Regions from separate parts of the Nothobranchius furzeri genome. Here region 1 is linked to region 2. Evidence: chromatin contacts called from public Micro-C data. All regions are on one chromosome and are shown on one strand. Each heading gives the region's core, a stretch centred on a gene start, on an enhancer-like site or on the middle of the called end of the contact. The rest is flanking DNA. Distances are from core to core; before and after follow the strand shown.

Region 1 (4,608 bases), core at 730-3,229, 140 kb after region 2:
AGTCCTGATGTCGACGCCTCTTCCAGTCCTGATGTCGACGCCTCTTCCAGTCCTGATGTCGACGCCTCCTCGTGTTCTGAAGTCAATGCCTCCTCGTGTCCTGTGGTCGACGCTCCTTCATGTCCAGAGGTCGACGCTCCTTCGTGTCCAGAGGTCGACGCTCCCTCGTGTCCAGAGGTCGACGCTCCCTCGTGTCCAGAGGTCGACGCTCCCTCGTGTCCAGAGGTCGACGCTCCCTCGTGTCCAGAGGTCGACGCTCCCTCGTGTCCAGAGGTCGACGCTCCCTCGTGTCCAGAGGTCGACGCTCCCTCGTGTCCAGAGGTCGACGCTCCCTCGTGTCCAGAGGTCGACGCTCCCTCGGGTCCAGAGGTCGACGCTCCCTCTGGTCCAGAGGTCGACGCTCCCTCTGGTCCAGAGGTCAACGCTCCCTCGTGTCCAGAGGTCGACGCTCCCTCCAATCCAGAGGTCGACGCTCCCTCCAGTTCAGAGGTGGACGCTCCCTCCTGTCCAACGACGCCGTCGTCTCCAGTCCAGTGGTCGTCGTCGTCGTCTCCAGTCCAGAGGTTGACGCTGTCTCCTCCAGTCTAGAGGTTGACGCCGTCTCCTCCAGTCTAGAGGTTGACCCCGCCTCCTCCAGCCCAGAGGTCAACGCCGTCTCCTCCAGTCCAAAGGTCAAGGACGTCCCCTCCGGTGTCTCTGCCTCAGGTCACCGCCGGTCCCGCCCTCGCCAGATGCAGGCCCCCAAGAGCCCGACGTCGCCTCCTTCTCTGCCACAGACACAGGCCCCCAAGAATCCGTTGTCGCCTCCTCCTCTGCCCCAGACGCAGGCCCCCGGACTCTACTGGTCCCTGCCTCCTCTCCATCAGCCCCTCTTGGCCCTCCCACCAGATCTCCCCCCTCCCACCCTGTTCTGTGCTCCTGTGGGCGTCTGGAATCTGCCCTTTTGGGGGGGGGGGGGGGGGGGGGGGGGGGGGGTTACTGTCACACCCTGTCCTGCATCTCTGTTAATTGCTCCCACCTGCCTCTCGTTTTCCAATCACCCAAGCTCCCAGCCCTCTTGTATTTAAACCCCTTCAGTTCTGTGTCTTTTTGTGGATCATTGTTTCATTGTTCAGCGTGTGATCATTAAATACTTTTACTCGTGCTGGTCTGTCCGCCTGCCTGCTTCCCTCACCCGCATGTGAATCCTTGCATCTGCTTCACTCACCGCCACGCGCTGACAGAATTGCCATTGAGCATTAGGCAGGCACCATCCATTCAAGTATTTAAGTCTTGTCTAAAGACTCATTTTTATTTGATTGCTTTTCAGCGCTAGTGTTCTTTGAATTGCCCTGACATTATGGTTTTTAATACTTCTTCTTTTTGATCAGGATGCTTGATCTTATTTTTTCCACCATTTGTTTTTAATTGATATAGTCTTATTCCATTATCTCTCTGTATTTGCAATATTGCTTGCATGTTATTTTATGATTTTATGTTTTTATCTTGCTTTTATGCCCAGGTACTGGGAATGTTTTTATGATTATGCTGTTCAGCACCTTGAGCTTCTGATAACGTTGTGGAAGGTGCTCTACAAATAAGATTGATTGATTGATTGATTGATTGATTGATTGATTGATTGATTGATTGATTGATCAATCGATCATCCTAAAACAAAAGTGAAGCGTTGTTCTGACAAAAAATACAAAAATATAGAGGCAGGATGTTTTGCTACGTACAATATTTATGCGGTGAAAGACGAATTTGTAATTTTATTTTCCACTTGACGTAGTTCTTTTGTCATAAATTCGGATAGGCCTGCATTTCTGAAACACTGATGTCGTAGTGTTCTTGAATGCACCCGACTTCCATGCTTCGGACGCCAGCGGTTGTAGCTTAACCATAGACTGTACATACGAGCTTAACTTGTAATCAGGAACACTTTGACATGTTTTATATCATACATGCACCACGGTCTGTTTGTTCGGGAAAAAAACGACTTAAGCTCCCTAGTAGGAGATTGGCCGTTGGTGTTATTGTTGCTGCTTTTTTTTAACGGTGCTTTTGAATGCAGCCCAACTTCGTATGCGGAAGAACTACCATAGTGGTAACGGCGAGAACGGCAGGCGATCAACAACTTCCTAGAAATGCCCTTTCACCAATAGTAAACATGGAAAACGATCAAGCAGAACATCATTCACCAGAAACCTCGACTGAGTAAGTTACGTGCAAAAACGAACCCCTCCTTTTAATATTTTTTGATAATAACTTATAAAACATTCTTTAAATTTCAAAGCCTTTTTCTCAAGAGCTATTCTAACAAACCCCCAGATTCCCTGAAAACAAGAGAAATGGCAGCAGAGGTGGAAGTGTCTTTACTGATGGATGTTCAGATGGACCGAGTCCCTCACGATCTGCAAAGGAGGAATTTTTGATGATGTCTCCTGAACAAAAGCTGCAGCACTTTACCTGTCGGGCTCAAGCCAGTGAAGACAGCCAACAGGTAGATAGTGAACTTCTTCTTCTAGTCTTTATTGCATAAATGTAATTCAGATAATACCTACTGATATCATTTGCAAGCGATTTGGGATGTAATCTAAAAATAGAGCATTGATAACTGGTTTACAGCATCATCACAAAGTAGAGAAAATATATTTTTTAAATCATATACATTTTCTACACTGTTCATTTAACCTGTAAGACTTACAAGAGAAGAAAAGGGACAGCGATAAAATAATGAATGAGGGCTCAGTGTTTAAAGACTTATTTTGTTATTTGCAATTTGTTTATACTTTAACCAGTAATAAAGCTGGTCACAAGTGTCTGAGACGTTTGTTAAAGGGAGAAAAATGCTGTTTTCAGTAAGGAAAGAAACAAAGAAAATGATCTTTTATATAGCACCTCTCAAGATAAAAGTCACGAGGCGCTTCACATAGACAACCCCCCAAAAAAAGACAAAGTATAAAAAAAGATTTAAAAAATGATTAGAAATAGGTTTAAAATGAGGAAAAAATTATACAATTTGTGATTAAAAACAATAATAATGTAAGGAAAGGGAGAGCGAAAATGAATAGGAAAGAGCTAAATCAGTGGATCGCGGGAAAGGTGGAGAATAAGCAGAGGGTGGTGACGAAGGTCATGCAAAAGCCAGCTTGAACAAGTGAGATATCAGCAGCTTTTTGAAGGAGACCTCTGAGTCCACTGATCTCAATTGGCTGTAAAAGCAAGGAACGTTTAAATGGGACACATTATGGCTGTTTCTCTTACGTTGCAATAGTTCTGTGGTAAAAAAAAATCATGTTCATGAAGTTCTTTGCTGTAAATCCCTCTCACATAAAGCAAAGTCAGCAGATTTATTCTTGGCAGTTTCAGTACCTTCCAGAATGAGCTGTTTCAGGGCTCTGTCACTTTAAGAAAACAAGCTGGAGCTGGCCATGCCCACCCGTTCCTACTCAGGCTGCAACTGAACCTTTGCACAAGACATCATGAAACCACCCCCTTTGCTACGATGGACGGCACAGAAGCTGTTTATGCACGTCAAAACTCCTGTGAAGCTAGTCAAAGCAAGCCTGTTTGTTGCCTTAGATCAACTGTTAATCTCACGGATAACTAGAACTCCCAAGGAAGTCATTTTGACTGTTTGTAATAACTTTAGTTACATGGATCTCACATTGTCCTGGCTTCCTGACTTTTCCTATTTATGTGTGTCCTTTAAGTCAATGTTATTATTTTCATAAAGTAATGTATCAAAAAATAAATATGATTGTTTTTGTCTCCCACAAACTGTCAGTCTGATGGCTGTATTATTGACATGGAAAAAGTTTCCCTCTCATGCACACTCGATTACTGTCTGGTCGTCTTCCGGTCATATTCTGGTCGTATTCCATGTCAAATAGCAGCGAAATTTTTTTTTAGAATATATTTCTTGGTGAAACTGGCATTTGTAAATACTCTGAGCCCCACTTAGGTGTGCTAAACCTTCCCACAAGTGAAATGGGCTTGAGCTAATAGAAACCAGGGTAAATTGGCAAAGAAAAATCCTACCAGTTATCACTTTTGCTCTCTGTCCAATACTCCGGTAATTCACTGTAGCCGTCCACTATGGTGGACCCACGTGAGGTAGTGCAAAAGATAATTTAGCTGAGAAGTTCTGATATCTGGGAGGGGTTTGGAGTAGAGTTGCTGCTTCTCCAGCAGCAGCTCTCTCTTACACACAAGAAGTGGTTTAATTCTAATTTCCTCATTTGTGATGAAACAAAAGAGACTCTTTGAGGTGGATATTTTAGGCAAACCACACACTGACAGAAAACCGATGGACAGAATTTTATTTTTATTGTTACTACTTTTTGATGGAGGGTGAAGTGGCTGACCAACACGTGGCACTGACAGAGTTGTAATGTGTGTTCAGTTTGACGCTTGCATTCAGGACCTGGTGCGGTGCGTGGCTCTGACGAGGCTTGTATACGGAGACAGACACCTAAAACTTGCCCAGGCCCACACCAGACTGGCTAAAGCCTATTTACAGTTCAAAGGTCATTTTAAAGCACTTATTTTCACAAGTTTTAACTCTCAGTTGCCCTTTCTTGTACATTAAGAGTCATTCTTGATAACTTCCCTCTGATTTAATGT
Region 2 (4,136 bases), core at 1,076-3,575:
GTTGTTGATTTGTATATTTGATGGTTTATTTGCATTTGTGAGGCAATTTGTCTGCTTTTAGGAGTGCATACAGCACTCTTCTCTCGGAGTTCCCTTACAGGGTCCAAGTGTTTGAAAATGTACTTAATGCCATAATCTAGCCTAATTCTTCAACACAACTGTCCAAAACAATCCTGAAATACTTCTGATTGATTCTGCGACATGAGTGGGGCATATGAAATGTCAGAACAGATCTAGCGCTAAGTTTCACATAGCCCCCATATTTGTTTACAGAGGAGCACAGTTAGCCTAAGCTCCTTAAAAACTGAGCATTTGTGTTTGCAAAGTATAAATTATAGCTCTGTGTCCACACAGAAGCTAATGCAACAGACCCACTGTTTTTCCCTCCATCTCCTTGTCTGTGCCGAACAGTGGGGACTACATGACAACAGATGTGTTTGAGTCTGGGCAGAGACTTGATCAATATTTGCAGACGTCTTAAGGAGATCAGGCCCACATGAAAGAGCCACAACTTGGCTTCTAGTTAAAAGGCAAGTTTGGATATCCGCACAGGGCAAGCTCCTGTGGCAGGTGGCCTCCCGGCCTGCGTCTCATACAACTCAAACCATCCAAAACCTTGCTTGGTTACTCTGCACATGCACACTGGACCTCATCCAGCAACCAGCACAGCTGGTCTCGTGGCTAGAAAGCCAGGAACATCAGACATTTGGGCGCATGCAAGCCCAAAACTGGATTTTATCCACTGAAATGATGACGCTTGTTAGTACAACCAGCAATATATTTGATTTAACACCTACAAATGGATTTCAGAATCTTACATTTATCCCAACACGTTTAGAAAGTGTTAAATTTGAACTTAAAATAATGAAAAATGTAAAATTTACTGATACAAAAGCTACATCCTACCTGGGCTTTTAAACTTAGCACTGATGTTGCATTCAGGTGTTGTTGGGAAGCTGGGACATGTGACCTCTCAGTGGAATCAAATGATTAAAGTAAAACCATAAAATGAAATCAGAACACAGTACATTTACTTGGAGTACAGTTTAGTTGGCGTGTAGTTTAAATTGCCACCAGGTGGGGTTGTTTCTCTGCAAGAAAAACAGTTAAAGGAAATGAAAGACCTTTTTAAAATTAACAGCTACTTTCCATTAATCTGATGACAACAGAGCATGAAGGTGTCATGGACGAACTACATCACATATTCTGTAACATTCTGAGAGGAATGTGAGTGTGTGTGCTGCCTTGACGAGTGAATTCTCCCACTGTGGGATTCATAAAGCCTATTCTATTATATTTCTCTCACTCACGTATCTCTGTCATATCTCTGATTGACAGAAGAGCAGAAATCAGTTTTCACTTTTGCTTCTGATTGGATGCACTGGCCACCATAGTTCAAACACACACTTCCTGCATGTTTTAGATGGTCCAGCACACCTGCTTTGTGTTAGTGAGTGATTAACATGCTTCAGTGGAGCCTGGAACATGGTGAACAGGTATGTTGAGTTGGGTGTATTGAAGCAGAAAAACAAGTAAATATGCAGGACACCACTGGTCTAAAACAGATTCAAATAAACATAGCTACAGCATCAATTAAAAGAGAAAAACTGTACCTGCAGGAGAGTAGCAATGGTCTTCCAGTGTTGTCTTTAGCTGTTTTAAGGTGTACGCCTTATAATAAAGCTCTTTTGAAACCGTTTTTGCAGCATTCCTCTTCAACTGCAATAAACTCAAATCTCATTCCTAAAGGCCTCGACATCTCTGAGTACGTTTAAGCCCATTTCCAAACATTCATGTTTTTACACCAAAACCTGCAGAGCCACAAATGTGTTGTGCAAAATGTTTAAAATTAGGTTTTTTCCCAGTTCAAAGACCTTTGTTATTTTCCATGACTGGTATCTTGTAAGTTTTAAAAGAAACTGATGAAACTACACCAATGATGACTCATTTCTTTTCCCACAGTTCCTGCAGAACAACAGGACCTCCCACAGGTGGAATGCAGCCGTCATCGCTCCACCTGCATGGTGTGTGTGCGGTGTTTGTTCCTAAAACCTTGTTTACCTGTTGATCCCACTCTTCTGGTTTAATGAGCTCACACTAGCGCTCTGAATGATGTCATTATGATAATATAATTGAAAGAAGCATCTGAATTTAGTTTGCGTGCTAGTACACGACTTGAGATGTTTTAAGTCTTCTCTTGTGACATTTAAACTAACTTTTGATTCTGGATGAAGGAATTTCACCTCATCCAAACTTTCAGACTTTGGAGCAGCCTATTATTTATTTAATCTAATATATATATAATATATATTATTGTAATTGTACATGTTTGCCTAACTGACAAAAATGTCCTCTTTTCTCCTACTTTTTGGTTCATGTTGAACAGTTTAAGCTAAGAGAATGTGACATCACAGTCTGGAAACCTACATTATTTTATGTATATATTTCAATTTTTAAATTGTTGCGATTGAATCTTCTTAATACAGCCTTAAAATGACAGACCAGCTGTCCGCACGTTGATCACGAGTAAATGATCTTATTAGTTGAGATCTTTATTTAACTTATGATGCTCAACAGACCAGCAAGTAATACGAGGAAAGCTTTTTATGTACTGCAGTGACCCCTGCTGGCTTAACACTGGAAATTCACATATTTCTGAACAACAAAACAAAACAAAAACTTGCTGTATCAGATGCTTTATGTGAAATACTTAATGGATCGGTATGTTACTGTGATCAGCTCTAATATTAAACGGGCATTGGTGTGATAATTGATTCAGACCTGAGCTTCACTGGCCTTAACAAGATCAGCGTTTTATCGTCTTCATCAAACAGCAAAACTCAGGGGTCTTATGTTCAGAGAAAACCTATAAAACCTCAATCACGCGTTCATCTTCAGCAGGCTGGACTATTCAAATGGTCTTTGGCTGGTCTCTCCCCAATAAAATGAAACTAAAGTAACTGCAGCTCATTCAGAATGCTGCTGCTAGAGTCATAACAACAACCAAGAGAACCGAGCACATCACTCCTGTTCTTAAACCTCCACACTGGTTACCAGTAAACTAAAGAATTGGTTTTAAAGTGCTTCTACTAGTTTTTAATCACTAAATGTCTTGGGGCCAAAATACATGTGGGATCTCCTTCCTGTATACACGCCCAGCAGGGCTCTGAGATCCTTAGAAAGCAGTCAGCTGGTAGAACTCCGGGTCAGAACCAAACAGAGTGAAGCTGCTTTTAGCTACTATGCTGCACACAGATGGAATCAGCTTCTGTATGACCTAACCCAACTCTAGTAACTTTTAAATTAAAATTGAAAACTTTCATGTATTCTTCAGCCTTGGAATGAATGTTTCGCATGTTGCACCTTCTGCACTGTAACTGCTCACCCTTTGTCTTTTTATTTTATTTCTTATATCTAATTTATTCACGTATTTAAACTGATTTTTATGATCTGCAGATGTCTGTTGTCACATTGATTTGAAGGTTTCATATTCTTGCTGTTTTGGCACCTGGAAAGCACATTGAATACTTCTGCATGGGCTGCATGCATGGTGGCGCAGTTGTTAGCACTGTTGCCTCGCAGCACGAAGGTTGCAGGTTCGAAACTCGGCTGCGGCCTTTCTGCGTGGAGTTGCGTGTTCTTTCCACGCATGCGTGGGTTTCCTCCGGGTACTCCGGTTTCCCCCACAGATCACAACATGCCCTATAGGTTATAAATTGTAAGTCGCTTTGGATAAAAGCATCTGCTAAATTAATAAACATAAACTTCTGTTTATGAAATGTGCTTTATAAACAAAGCTGCCTTGCCTTACCAGTTATCTGGTTTCTCACTGATTTAAACCCAGGTGTGGTGATATTTGCTGTTAACTGATTTAAAGGTTTATTTAAAGATCATTTGCATTACGAGACTCATCTTAGACATAAAACAGCTGATTTGTCATTCATTTAATGTATTGTTAATGAGTTGAGCAGCAGATTGTTGTGCATATTTACAGCAACATATCTGAAGCTATTCCTCTGTTCCCATAATTTCCTTTTTCAAAATTTTATTTAAATCAGGAGCAACAAATGAACCACACTTGTAGAGCACCTTTCAGTCAGAGGACTCCAAAGATACTTTACACTACAGTGCACCAT

Evidence for each region. Hi-C and Micro-C count contacts between places; a contact is called where the count stands out from the background.
Region 1: a contact with region 2 is called in a Micro-C map of tail fin, with 7 times the contacts expected there. The contact joins the promoter of ttc23 here to the promoter of mctp2a in region 2. A contact is called at or near these places in 2 of 2 Hi-C or Micro-C datasets (skeletal muscle and tail fin).

The regions. Positions count from the first base shown.
Region 1 is chr4:70,180,263-70,184,870 of NfurGRZ-RIMD1, forward strand. It overlaps ttc23 (tetratricopeptide repeat domain 23), which reads left to right and starts at 1,980. Exons shown (of 11, transcript XM_015964555.3): 1 at 1,980-2,196; 2 at 2,311-2,482; 3 at 4,388-4,511. The coding sequence starts at 2,048.
Region 2 is chr4:70,044,367-70,048,502 of NfurGRZ-RIMD1, forward strand. It overlaps mctp2a (multiple C2 domains, transmembrane 2a), which reads right to left and starts at 2,326. Exons shown (of 25, transcript XM_070550387.1): 1 at 1,935-2,326; 2 at 1,614-1,811.